2 separate regions of the Oryctolagus cuniculus genome follow, and region 1 is linked to region 2. A link is a contact called in public Micro-C data. All regions are on one chromosome and are shown on one strand. Each heading gives the region's core, a stretch centred on a gene start, on an enhancer-like site or on the middle of the called end of the contact. The rest is flanking DNA. Distances are from core to core; before and after follow the strand shown.

What was found. A called contact is a pair of places that touch in the nucleus more often than the background predicts.
Region 1: a Micro-C map of ear pinna shows a contact between it and region 2, with 4 times the contacts expected there. The contact joins the promoter of JUN here to the enhancer-like site in region 2. A contact is called at or near these places in 3 of 6 Hi-C or Micro-C datasets (ear pinna, psoas muscle and an unstated tissue).

Annotation. Positions count from the first base shown.
Region 1 is chr7:114,258,458-114,261,295 of mOryCun1.1, reverse strand. It overlaps JUN (Jun proto-oncogene, AP-1 transcription factor subunit), which reads right to left and starts at 1,290. Exons shown (of 1, transcript NM_001198947.1): 1 at 176-1,290. The coding sequence starts at 1,290. The coding sequence ends at 277. The region is part of intron 1 of LOC138850424 (a long non-coding RNA gene); the gene reads right to left.
Region 2 is chr7:113,878,323-113,881,228 of mOryCun1.1, reverse strand. No RefSeq gene overlaps it. Among named protein-coding and RNA genes, the nearest start is that of FGGY, 160 kb to the right of the region's middle. Within about 2 kb of position 1,603, at least 4 of the 8 cell types and tissues checked have an H3K27ac peak or open chromatin away from gene starts, as enhancers often do. A contact at or near this core is called in ear pinna, where this site is marked.

The DNA of each region.
Region 1 (2,838 bases), core at 41-2,540, 380 kb before region 2:
GCGGGGACAGCCCTTCCGCCGAGCGGGGCCGCCCGCAGGCGGCCGCTCCCTGGCTCCGCGCCAAGGGGAGCGCGCGCCAAGTCCTTCCCACTCGTGCACACTGGGGGCGCCGTCAGGACGCAACCCAGCCCGGCTTGGATACCCTTGGCCTTAGTCCTCGGACGCGTCTTTTTTATTTTTTTCTCGCTGTCGCAACCGGTCAAGTTCGCAAGACTGTCTCTCTGTTGGTTTTGTTTTCTTTTTCTTCGTCGCCCCTCAGCCCTCGACAGTCTGTCCTCAGAACGTTTGCAACTGCTGCGTTAGCATGAGTTGGCACCCGCTGTTAACGTGGTTCATGACTTTCTGTTTCAGCTGTGCCACCTGTTCCCTGAGCATGTTGGCCGTGGACGCCAGCTCCGAGTTCTGCGCTTTCAAGGTTTTCACTTTTTCCTCCAGCCGAGCGATCCTCTCCAGCTTCCTTTTCCGGCACTTGGAGGCGGCGATGCGGTTCCTCATGCGCTTCCTCTCCGCCTTGATCCGCTCCTGGGACTCCATGTCAATGGGGGACAGGGGCGGCGTCTCGCCGGGCATCTCGGGCACGGTCTGCGGCTCCTCCTTGAGCGCCTGCAGCCGCGGGTGCTGCACGGGGATCTGCTGGGGCAGGTGGTGCGGCGGCTGCGGCGGCGGCGGCGGCTGTTGCTGCTGGGGCTGCGCGGGAAAGGCCAGGCCGGCCGCGCCGTAGGAGGGCGCCCCGCCGCCGCTGCTCAGCGCGCTCGGGTTGAAGTTGCTGAGGTTGGCGTAGACAGGCGGCTCGCTGTGCAGGCCGGCGCTGAAGCCGCCGCTGCCGCCGCCGCCGCCCGCCACCGAGGCCACGGCCGGAGCCACCATGCCCGCCCCGCTGACCGGCTGCGCCGCGGACGTGACGCTGGGCAGCGTGTTCTGGCTGTGCAGCTCGGCCAGGGCGCGCACGAAGCCCTCGGCGAAGCCCTCCTGCTCGTCGGTCACGTTCTTGGGGCACAGGAACTGGGTGGGGGTCGGCGTGGTGGTGATGTGCCCGTTGCTGGACTGGATGATGAGGCGCTCCAGCTCGGGCGACGCCAGCTTGAGCAGCCCCACGTCGGGAGAGGTGAGGAGGTCCGAGTTCTTGGCGCGGAGGTGCGGCTTCAGGCTGCCCACCGGGTCGGCCAGGTTCAGGGTCATGCTCTGTTTCAGGATCTTGGGGTTACTGTAGCCGTAGGCGCCGCTCTCGGTCTGCAGGAACGAGGCGTTGAGGGCATCGTCGTAGAAGGTCGTTTCCATCTTTGCACTCATAGAACAGTCCGTCACTTCACGTGGGCTTACTTTGGGCTGCGCGCACAAGTTTCGGGGCCGCGACAGCGCGCTGGCGGGCGGGGAGCACCCCGCGCCTCCCCGGGCCTCTGGCAAAGGAAAAGTTTCGGAGCGCGCGCGCACCCGCGGGCTGTCTTCCCCCTGGGCGCCCCGCTCACCGGCCCCCGCTCCCGGGAGCGGCGGGGTTCAGACGCTCGCCCGCACTCCTCGGCCGCTCGCGCGCGCCTGCCCGCCTTTGAAAAGTCGCGGTCACTCACTGCGCGCCCTTCGGAGGCTCCCCGGCGGCGCGGCGCGGTGCCCCGCAGTGGCGGCGGGTCTCGGCCGCCCGGACTCCCGGAGACTGTGCCCTCTTCCGCTGCGAGGGGCAGGGGGCTCCCGGCGGCAGCGGCTCGCGCCGGTCAAGTTCAGAGGCCGGGGCGAGCGGAGCCGCGCGCGCGTCGCTCCTCTTCGCTCCTCTCTCCGCCGCCTTGCTTTTCTTTGCTGCCGCCGCGGCAAGCCCAAATAGCGCAGGAAAGGTTTGCAAAAGTTCGCTCCGGGACTCCGGGCCACTTGTCCCCGGTCCTCCCGGCTCGGAAAGTTCTTGGCCGCTGCAGTCGCCGCTCTCCGCGGCTGTCAGCTGCGCTCGTGCGGTGGGGCTCTCCTCCCCGGGGGCGGCTGGAGAAGCAGCAGCTCTCCAGGTGCTCCCCCCAAACACCAGCCCGGGATCCACAGGCGCTAGCGCGGGGCAGTTGGCAAAGCAACGCAGCCGTGCGGATCGCACTCTACGGGCGTCCTGGCGGGGCGGGCGGACTGTGTCTGTGTGTCTGTCTCCCTCAATCCGCGCACCTCCACTCCCGCCTCGCCGCTTCAGCCACACTCAGTGCAACTCTGAGCCCTTATCCAGCCCGAGCGCAACACTTATCTGCTACCAGTCAACCCCTAAAAATAGCCCATGATGTCACCCCAAGGCCTTCCCATTGGCTCGCGTCGCTCTCTGGGGGGCGGGCCCGCCCGTCGCCATGGAGACCCCACCCTAGAAGATTCTTCTTCGGGCCCGCGGAGGCTCACGGGATGAGGTAATGCTCCGCTGCCCTCCTACAGTTGGGCCCTTCTTTCTCCTCCTCTCCCCCTCCCCCTCCGCGCGCCTCTAGCCCCTCTCTTCCCGGTCCCCTCCCGGCCCGTCTTTCCCGGCCCGCCCGGTGCATTGTGGGCTGACGTCTTGGGGTTTGACTGTCTAGTGACGGTGGCCGCCGCGAGCGAGCGAGCGGGCGGGCGGGCGGCCGGACGCTCGCAGCCGCTGACGGAGGCGGGGGCTCAAGTTCAGGGCTCCAGACGCGGATGGCGGGTCACGGAAGGCTGAGAGCTGTGCCAGCTGCCTGGGGCCGAGTGGGCGCGGGCGTGTCCCCACTTGGCGGAGTCGAGGGGGCTCCAAGTGGCGCCCCAGCGTTTGTGCAGGGCTGGGAGGCCGAGCGCCCGGTCCGAGCCCTCCCCCCACCCCGCCCCGCACTTCCGGGGGCCGGGAGCTCCGCCCTGAAGGTGCTCCGCGGAGTG
Region 2 (2,906 bases), core at 354-2,853:
GTGGGGCCAGCACTGTGGCGTAGCAGGTTAAAGCCCTGGCCTGCAGTGCCGGCATCCCATGTGGGAGCTGGTTCAAGTCCCGGCTGCTCCTCTTCTGATCCAGGTCTCTGCTATGGCCTGGGAAAGCAGTGGAGGATGGCCCAAGTCCTTAGGCCCCTGCACCCGTGTGGGAGACCTGGAAGAAGCTCCTGGCTCCTGACTTCAGATCGGCCCAGCTCTGGCTGTTGCAGCCATTTGGGGAGTGAACCCAGTGGATGAAAGATTTATCTCTCTCTCTACCTCTCTCTGTAACTCTGCCTTTCAAATAAATAGAATAAATCATAAAATTCTAAGTGTGTTTTGGTGCACAGAGTTTGAAATTTAGGCATAGTTTATTCCTAATATCCATTTTCCACAAGCTTTTTCAAGACCCATTATAGATCCTAAAGGAAGATGTTATCTGATCTCAAAATAGAAAACAAATACCACCAACAGAAAGCCAGGCTGGTCTGAGGGGAAGGGTCTAGATGTAGAATTCAGACAGACCTGGGCCTGAAGTCCTGCTACCCCACTTACTGCTGTTTGCACTTTGGAGAGGCTGCCTGGCTCTCAATTTGCCAGCCTATAAAATGGGATATGAGTGTTTTGTCATATTATGTAACTACATGCACAGTTAGTGTGTATATCCTAAAAATGTAGGCTCTAATCTCAGCTCAGCCGTACTTCAGCTGCCTACTTAATTCTTATGTCTCAATACCTACTATGTGTGTGTATTTTTTAGTGTTTAATGAGATATGATATCATACATGCAAAATGTCTTTAATTTTCATCCAGTGGCATGTGATTTTTCTTTCTCCCCTCTTCTCCCTCAGATGAAGGAGCAAAGTTTGAGTGGCTGACTATTTTGGAGAAACCAAGCCACCAGTTTCAAGTTTAAAAAGAAAAAACAAACCACCAGGCGAACCGTAAAGCTCACCACTTTGGTCTTCTTGCCCTTCTGCCTCTGAAAGCCTTCTCCTGTTTTCCCAGAAAGTTCTGTCTTGTGCCATGTCGGTTGCTGGCATTGTCTCCTCTTTCGAGTTCTCATAGACTAAAGCAATTTCTATCTACCCTCTCTGAATTTTGCTCCTTGCTAAAGAATGCCAGCAAGGGTTGCCACTTGCCGCTCAGCATTCTCAAAGCACTCTATTGTTCTGCTAAAGCACTTTTTCCATTACTTCCTCAATGTCTGTTCATGCGTTTTCCCTGCCAGAACGCTGAATGGTTGGGCAGACACAGCCCCTGCCTCTCTGGCTCAGAGTCCTTAGCTATCAGCCAGACGCCCAGTGGGTCCGGGACGGACATGCATGTTCTAAGTGTGTGCATGAGTATGTGATGTGTGAGTGACTTTCTGATTGCTTCCCCTCCACACACTTCCAGAGTGTGCAGCAGACTGACAGATGTGTGCAGTGTGTAGTTGTAAGTGGAGGAGCTTGGCTGCTTGTTTAGAAATGAAACTGGACACTCCGAGAAGCTTACGGCCATGTCTGCTTCCCTCTGGGGTCCTCTGGGAATGGCGGTTGCAGGAGCTTGAGCGGGGAGCCCAGGAGGGCTGACAAGGTGCCCTTTCAGCCCTGAGTCAGCAGCAATGGGCTCTTTGGACCCAGGAAGATCCCGATTTCGGGGGCTGAGTCACATGAATAGCTGGAATAGTTGTTTAGATCATAATGAATTCCCAGAACCTTTCCAAGCCGACCAGCAGACACAGGCTCTCTCTACCCTAAGTGCTTTCCAGCTTTGTGACTTAGCAGAACAGAGGAGGCCCAGCTTGGGCTCTCGGAGGGGAACCGGGCCCATGAACCCCCACCCTTCCCATCACAAGCACTGCAGGTGGATCCTGGAACCTTTCATATTTCCAGGAAGATGTGGGGAAAGTCCAGCATCGCGGGGCAGGGGGGAGGGGGAATCCTACCCAGACTGCACAGCTGTTGTGTCAACTGGGCCAGGGGCCCTGGTGCCTCACAGTGGGTGGTTAGGGTATCAGTGGATACTAACTGCCTTGGGAGCCCAGACAAATGATCCTCTGCTGAAATGTCATTAGAGGTCTGTGTACCTTGGATGACACAAGATATGTGAAGTCCAGCATAGAGGAAGCTGTGTGGGAGAGGGGAGAGGCTGGCCTCTGAGGCGCTGTGGGGCTGCTGCTAAGTCTGCAGCCTGCATCTTCTAGTCAGCGAGGCCAGAGCTCAGCATCCCCCAGTGATGCCTGCTCTGAGCTGCACGGATGCTTTCAGCGAATGCCTTGTCTGAAACACTGGCACAGTTCAAAGCGCAGGCTTCAGTGCTTCCTGCCTGACAATACCCAAAGATCTCAGCCTTCTGAGGCTTTGTGATCCTCTGCTTGATGTCACATCCACTGTGCAATCTCACCCAGACCAGGAGCGGATCTTGTTGCTCCATCGTTCATGCGTAGGCTGCTGTAGGCACGGACATAGTTCTCAAACCTGAACACAAAGCAGAATCACTTGGAAAACCTATTAATACAGATTTCTGAGCCCCGCTCCCAGGATTTCTGATTTACTGGGTCTGGCATGGGGCCTGGGAGTTGGTGTTCCTAACAAGTATCGGGAAGCAGGCTGGCTCAGGGATCACACTTTGAGAACCACTGCTCTAGGGCAATGTTCTGCTATGTGTTTTTAGATCAAAGACCTATTTGAAAATCTGTCAAAAGGCCTTGCCACCACTCCTCAGAAAAGCAACACACAAATGCTAAAGCGCGCGCGCACACACACACACACCAGAAAAGCTTGTTTACAGTTCCAGGGCTTACTAGACTTACAGAAATCCATGCATGAACTTCTGGGTTTCACAAAGCCTTCGCGATTCCAGCCCAAAGCAGAATTCACACGTGGAGTGAAGATTCATCAGGCATAAGAAAGATTTTATCA